Linked DNA regions of Ovis aries: region 1 is linked to region 2. A link is a contact called in public Hi-C data. All regions are on one chromosome and are shown on one strand. Each heading gives the region's core, a stretch centred on a gene start, on an enhancer-like site or on the middle of the called end of the contact. The rest is flanking DNA. Distances are from core to core; before and after follow the strand shown.

Region 1 (3,442 bases), core at 839-3,338, 110 kb after region 2:
GAGGATAGGACTACTCCCCGTCTCAGGTGAAACCACTGAAAGCTGGGGCTCCTCAGTTCACAAGGAATGTGGCCTCCCTTCAGCTGTTTCCACACAGCTCCAAAGTGAGGATTTTCAAGTTCTACTTATGACTGAAAAGATCAAGGTTATTAGTGTCAACTAGGGCCTGTGGTTTTCAGCTCTGGCGAGTGCACAAACCCCTTTGAGGATAAGATTGAAAGCTCCCCACAGATAAAGCAGTGAAGGATCCATGTACCTCAGAGGAAGGAAGAGCCCAGGCCGTAGGTCAGAGCAGAATCATGGACTATGGATCCTGAGAAATCCCCTAAGTCCAACCTTCTCAGGAAGCTGGAATAGTAAAATGGCTTGTCCAAGGTCAACGGTGAATTAGATAGGGAATCAGGCAAGAAATAAGCAGTAAGACTTCGAATAAAGCCATCCAGTGTCATCAAGTAACTTTTTCTTATACAAAGAAAGTTCCACCGGAGATTAAAAGATACCTAGAGGAACTGAAGTTTTAAGTAGAACTGGAAGGAACCAACACAAGCCCTGTGGTTCCAAAGTTCCTTACGCATGGCAAAGCGGAAAATAGGACCAGAAATCTTGAAGAGCACTCACCGTGTTCCACAAACACATTGCAGTGTGGACCCCCGTGCCTCGATGATTCCTTCTTGCCTGCTCCTTTGATAAAGTGCAGGGCAGGCAGACTTGGCCTCCTTTGGTCCCCAAGAACTTTTCCAGGCTGCTGCCCCATAAAGCAAGGATAGGCACCCCTTTCCAGAAGAGGGTTCAAGATCTTTCAGAATGATCAGTGAGCTGAGAAGGAAACGGTCTTTACGTGGGATTTCACATTCACCGCATCTCCACCAGTCAGTAACTGAGGTCAATCACAAGACATCTTCCACAATAAAAGGAAGTGAAGATTTTAGGTTGACGTGTGCAAACAGGAGTTCCGATTATATTCGCAGTTTATCAACTCGAAGTAATGTAACTGCAGTGCGACCTCAAAGTTCCTGGATTTCAAGTGTCTTTTACTGGCTAAGTTTCCTCCCTTTCAAGGAGAAAAACCTAAAGAGAAATATTCACAGGGGATGCTGTACAACGGTCAGTGAGGCTAAAGTCGTGTCGATTTCCACACATCGAGGAAACGTGGATCGGTCTTTGAATGCTCCTCCAGAACTTTTCCTGGGGAAGTCACCCACCCCCTATCTTGGTGTCTCCATCTTCCAACAAATTTCCTGCCACACTAGCTGCCGCTCCTGCTTTTTCTCTACTCTGCTCTCCGGAAAAGGACACGGGTCACCCCGACTTCAGCGGGAGCTGGCCCTCTGACGAGAAGGAATGCATGGCCAGCAACTTTTTAAGTCCGCTTTTTAAAAGGCCTGTGAAACCAGTCCAGGCTTTTCCTCTGCATTAAAGTTTCTGGCTGGGCTGAGGCTGAGGGGGCCGTAGGTGACATTGGAAGAAGTCAGGGCATTACAGGCTCACGGGAGCAACGTTGGGGGGCTGGGGAGGGGAGGCCACTTGACAGCAGGGAAGGGATTTGAATGAGGGGGGCGCTCCGAGGCCAAACTTGAGGCCGGGATTCGGAGTTAAGGGGCGGCTCGGGGGTAAAGAGGGAGGCTGCCGGGGCGGGGGGCACGGGCGGCTTACTCCGGGGGCGACGCTCCTCCAAGCCTCAGGAAACGGGGTGTCCCCAGGTCTGGGGAAAGAGACCACAACCCCAGGGTCCCAGAGCCGGGATGGAGCTGATACGGGACGACGGGCTCTCGCGGCCCCGAAGGCGGGTAGAGGATAGAACCGGGAGGAGGCCCGGCGGCCTCAGCTGCCCCGAGCCTGGGGGGGGAGTCTCTGTCCGAGACACCCCCCTCCCCCGGGCCCGGACGTGGCTAGGGCCGCCGCTGCCAGGCAGTCACATCCCCCGGGCTCCGTCGCAAGACCCGGCCTCCCCGCCCAAGTAGGGGCCGTGGACAACGCAAGGCGGGCTCCTCAGCTGCAGGACCCAGGAACCGGTTCCGGCTCCGGCGCTGCTCAGGGACGGTCACCGACCCCCGCGGCCGCCATGATGGATTACTAGCCGCTCCACAACGAGGCCAGGCCCCGCCCCGGCCCCGCCTCCCGATGACGTCCGGTGCGCGCTTCGCGTGGGGACCGGGACCCTCCAGACACCGCTTTCGGAGACGCTGCGGCTTCTTTCGGCTCTGGTCCCCCTGCCCTGCAGGGCCTGGCCCCGTACGATCTGTTAAATGTGGTTCTCTAGAGGGGCAAGAGGAGTGGTAAGGAAGCTCCCGCCTCCCCTGCACTGCCATTGGTCCCCGAGAATCCGGGTCAGCTCCCTCTCCTGCATCCCATTGGCCGACGGGGCTAGAGCTCCCAGCCAACCACTTTCGGCGTAGCCCGTGGGGCAGGCCGGGATTTGTGGTCCTACGGCGCCCCCGCCCCCGCCCGCGCTCGCCCGAGCCTGGCCTTTTGCTCCCGGCTCCTGAGCGTCGGTCCCGCCCTCCTGGGAGCCGGTGGACTCTAGCCGGCCTCGCACGGTGCTGGCCAATGTCTCCCTGAGCGGGTTGGTAAGGCCGGCGAGGAACCAAAGCAAGGGGAAAACTGCGGATTGGATTTCCCCAAAACCGGAGTTGGATCGCTTCTTTGAGCTTCTTTAGGAGAGAGAATTTAGTTCGCTCCAGGAAACCGACGTTATTTGGTGCCTCCACTGCCGCCCCTCACCCCGAACTTCCACCTTGACTCCAAGCAGCATAAATATTAGAACGAGCGAAAAATAAACAACTGGAGAGCATCGACATATTGCTAACGAATTGTTTCTTTGGAGTATCAGGGAGCCCACTCATTAATAGCATTTTAAGAACCTTTCGGAGGCATCGCATAAACATAGGTGTTTGAGTGAGAAAGAATCTTTAAACTGTCCACTGATGTATGTCAACTTCTCAAGAAAACTGGAGGTGGGGGGGAACAGCAGAAAAAGATTACAATATCTAATTTCAGGGGTGTACACATAGTCACATGAAAACATGTTAGCCGAAACTGCTGAGTTTACAGAACTAGCTAATGACCCGTGCAACCGGATCCACACATGCCATAACCCATTTTTATGCAACTAAAATGTACCCTCCTGGTCCCCTTCTTCACTCTCCAAGTCTCCCCAGAGCAATGCACCTGCCAGGATATACCCATCTCTAAGGGAATCCACTCATCACACCTAATCTACACTATGGTCTTCCGCTCTTCATAAACCATATTCTCATTTAATCCTTACTGTATTGTAGCCCAGTAACACAAGTAATGTTATCCCCTGTATACAGATGAGAAAACCAAGATGTGAGTTACTCAAGGTCACTGGCCTAGTCATGTGACAATTTGAGCCCAGATTGATACTACTCCAAAGCCTTGAATTTTCTCTTGTACCATTCAATATCAAGTAACTGTTGAT
Region 2 (3,398 bases), core at 180-2,679:
AAGCTCCTCAAACACCAGCAGGAAGGCAGTCCTCACTAATAATTCCCCCTGGTCTCCTGGACTAGGGAAGGTCAGCTTGGTTCAGCAGGCTTTTCACCAGGTGCCTGCACCTGCTGAGCCAGTGTCAGGGCGGGCAGGTCTTAAAGACATGAGAGGTGATACAGGTGGTGCCCCGTCATGCCACCTCTGCTAAAGCTAGGCCCAGATTCTGCTCCTGTCAACCCCGAATCTTTGACTTCAGCAGCCCGTGAAAATAAACGCCAACTGGGCGGCTCGTTGAAGAAAGGCAGGAAAAACACTTACCGAGGGCTGTGAGGAGCTATGGGGCTTGGCAGTGGCGTCCCGCCAAGTAAGAAAGATAGAGACACAAATAACCAAACAAGGGGAGAAGGACGGGGGTGGGTGGTGGAGGAGGAACAGCAGCCTTTAATTCCGCTTTAACTCTGCTGGCAGAGGGTTCCAGGCTTTAAGAAAGCATCAAGAACAAAAACCAAACCCCAGGGAATCTAGAGACTGTTAAACCTCGCAGGACACCCAGGAAACAACAATGGCTGTTTGGTATGGCCCTTCCAAGAGGCTCGCCTGAGAATCCCGGAGTCCTGGGCTCTGGGGCCCGAGGCTGACGGACCAGCCACAAGGGCTGCTGAAACCAGAGCCAAGAGGGTGGAGGCAGAAAGAAATCCTGTGGGGCCTGAGAGAAGAATCTTCTAAAACTTCAGTTGTTTCCTAAAGATTAGCTAATTTGAAAATAAGAATTAGACTTATTCAACCCTGGCCTATTCCTCCCACCAAACTTTAAATTTTCCCCTTCGAAATCCAAAAAGGATTGCATCAAAGCTCTGCTATGCGAGCTGCGTTTTTCAGTGCCGAGCCACGTTGTCCCATGTGCCGCTGTAATACCTCCCCCTCCCTCCGACTTTGAGGCTGTTCCACTCATTCCAGGAATACGACCCCACCCAACAGAGTCCCCTCGAGTGTGACCTGATGACCCCATGGGCTGAGAAGTCTCCAGGTGCTGGGACAGCTGAACGGAGAGTCTTTGCTGGGGGCGGGGCAGAGGAGGGGAGGGGGGGTCAAGAAACCTAGGACATACTCATGAGCTGCCCAGTAATGGACACTGCCTGGTCAGCTCCCCGTGGACTACCTGGAATGAAAGGAACCCACCTGGCACACACCAGCTTCCAGACAGGGAGCTGGGCTTCCTCGTTAGATGAATGCTACAGATCATGTATCCACGCAGGCCTTGCTCTCTCCCCCGCTTTAACAATATTTCAGACCAACCCCCAGCTAATGAGTTGTCAAACTAGATCATGCCTGCCCTGCATCTGTTCCAAGGATGCTGATTAAATAACTCCAGGGAAAAGAAACCATTATCCTGTTCAGTACAGACCTTGCCTGATTACTGCGGTGCAGCATGGCTCGCCCTGGGTAAACAGCACAGATGGGAAGCAAGCTGTCAGCTCCAGGAAATCACCTCCCCGCCATGGGTGGTGCACTCTGTTCTAATTCACTGAAAAGGCTCCCCTGTGGCCTGAAGGCAAAGTTGCAAAGGGCCTAGCACCCTGGAATATATCTGCAGAATGGAAGGACCTGGCTCCACAGCTGGGCTGAGAACAATGGCCTGCAAAGCATGCTGATGAGGCCGCACTCTGGGCGCCCGTCAACAGCAGCCTATGCTGTTTGTCGTACAGACAGACTCTGGTGCTGGTGTAAAGACATGGGCAGTGACGGAAAGGATCAGAAAAACATCAGATGAGAACACTGAAAAAAGACATGTACTGTGAGTCTATATGATACAAATGAATGTGTGAGAATAGCCACGAAAATGCTAGCAAGATTAAGAAAAGGGGACTAGGAACTTCCCTGGTTGGTCCAGTGGTTAAGACTCTGCTTTCCAATGCAGGGGGCATGGGTTTGATCCCTGGTCAGGGAATGAAGATCCCTGCTTGCCACCGAAGTTTGGCCAAAAAAAAAGGACTAGCCCTACCAGATATTAAAATATATTTTAAAGTTGTACAATTAAAAAGTCTGGTATTGGTATATGAAGAGACAGACCAATGAAAGAGAATATACCTAAATGCAAATGTAAATTTGGTATACTTCAAATGTATAAGAAAAGATTAATTTAGGAAGCACAGGTATAGTAAATATAATGAGATATCATCTTTACCAGTCAGTGATAGGTTTTTGCAAGTCTGAGAACAGACTGCTAAGGAGGGGAAAGGGAACACACTCTCACAACACTGCTGGTGAGAAAACACATCTGCACAATTCCTAAAGAAAGTAATCTGGCACCATCTGCAAAGCATGCTGATGAGGCCGCACTCTGGGTTTTAGATATGTATAACCTTCAATCAGTTCTAGCAACTTATCTTGCATAACTTGGACTGTACACAAAGAAGTATGTGCAGTGTAATTTCAAAATGCTGGTCATGACCTACCAGTGGGGTCTACGGAATAAATTTAGTGGATTATGCCCAGAATGTTTTTAAATGAAACAGAACAGAATGGTATACAAAATATCAGAGTGCATTACATACAGTAAGAGTAATGAGTAGGATTTCCTGAACCTTCTGTTACTACTGTATATATGGGATGGTGGTGTAAAGCTCTTTTTTTTTTCATACAGTGGGCCAAGATTTTTTTTAAAAGGCTTGAAATCCACCTCAAAATGGCATTATAATAGCAAAAGACTGGAAACGGCCCAAAAATTGGCCAATAGGGAACTGCTTAAAAAAAATCCATACTATGTAGTCATTAAGAAGAATGAGGCAGCTCTGAATGTGCTGCCATAAGACAATCTCCAAAATATATTATTAGATTGGAAAAGCAAGATGTGGAACAGTGTAGATTATGTATCACTTGTGTTTCTTAAAAAGTATAAACAAGTATACACAGAGGAACTATGGGAGAAACTGGTCATAGTAGTTGCCTCCGGGCAGGGGAACTGAATTAGGGGACAGAATTATGTTTCATGGCAATTGATTTTCTTTTTTTAAAACATATGCACGCAATACATGTTATTAAAAAATACATACACCATCTGGACCCATGCTGACAATCCACCTATCTATACCCTTGATGACAGCATGAAGCAGACAGTGGAATCTGAGCCTGGTTCCATTGATGACTCACTATGTGATCTTCAATAAAGAAATTTTATCCCTCTAAACCTTCACTGGGGGCTTCCCTGACAGTTCAGTTGGTAAAGAATCCGCCTGTAATGCAAGAGACCCCAGTTCGATTCCTGGGTCAGGAAGATCAGCTGGAGAAGGGATAGGTTACCCACTTCAATATTTTTGGGCTTCCCTTGTGGCTCAGCTGATAAAGAATCTGCCTGTAATGCGGGAGACCTGCGTTCAATCCCTGGATTGGGAAGCTCCCCTGGAGAAGGGAAA

What was found. Hi-C and Micro-C count contacts between places; a contact is called where the count stands out from the background.
Region 1: a Hi-C map of muscle shows a contact between it and region 2, with 6 times the contacts expected there. The contact joins the promoter of ABL1 here to the enhancer-like site in region 2. A contact is called at or near these places in 9 of 16 Hi-C or Micro-C datasets (hypothalamus, liver, mesenteric adipose tissue and 5 more).

The regions. Positions count from the first base shown.
Region 1 is chr3:5,922,047-5,925,488 of ARS-UI_Ramb_v3.0, forward strand. It overlaps ABL1 (ABL proto-oncogene 1, non-receptor tyrosine kinase), which reads right to left and starts at 2,089. Exons shown (of 10, transcript XM_042248056.2): 1 at 619-2,089. The coding sequence starts at 754. EXOSC2 (exosome component 2) reads right to left here. Exons shown (of 9, transcript XM_004005581.6): 9 at 2,798-3,442. It overlaps LOC132659370, which reads right to left and starts at 1,459. Exons shown (of 1, transcript XM_060411660.1): 1 at 1,173-1,459. The coding sequence starts at 1,459. The coding sequence ends at 1,361.
Region 2 is chr3:5,815,207-5,818,604 of ARS-UI_Ramb_v3.0, forward strand. All of the region lies in intron 3 of ABL1 (ABL proto-oncogene 1, non-receptor tyrosine kinase), which reads right to left. Among named protein-coding and RNA genes, the nearest start is that of QRFP, 37 kb to the left of the region's middle. Within about 2 kb of position 1,430, at least 19 of the 54 cell types and tissues checked have an H3K27ac peak or open chromatin away from gene starts, as enhancers often do. A contact at or near this core is called in muscle and tail adipose tissue, where this site is marked.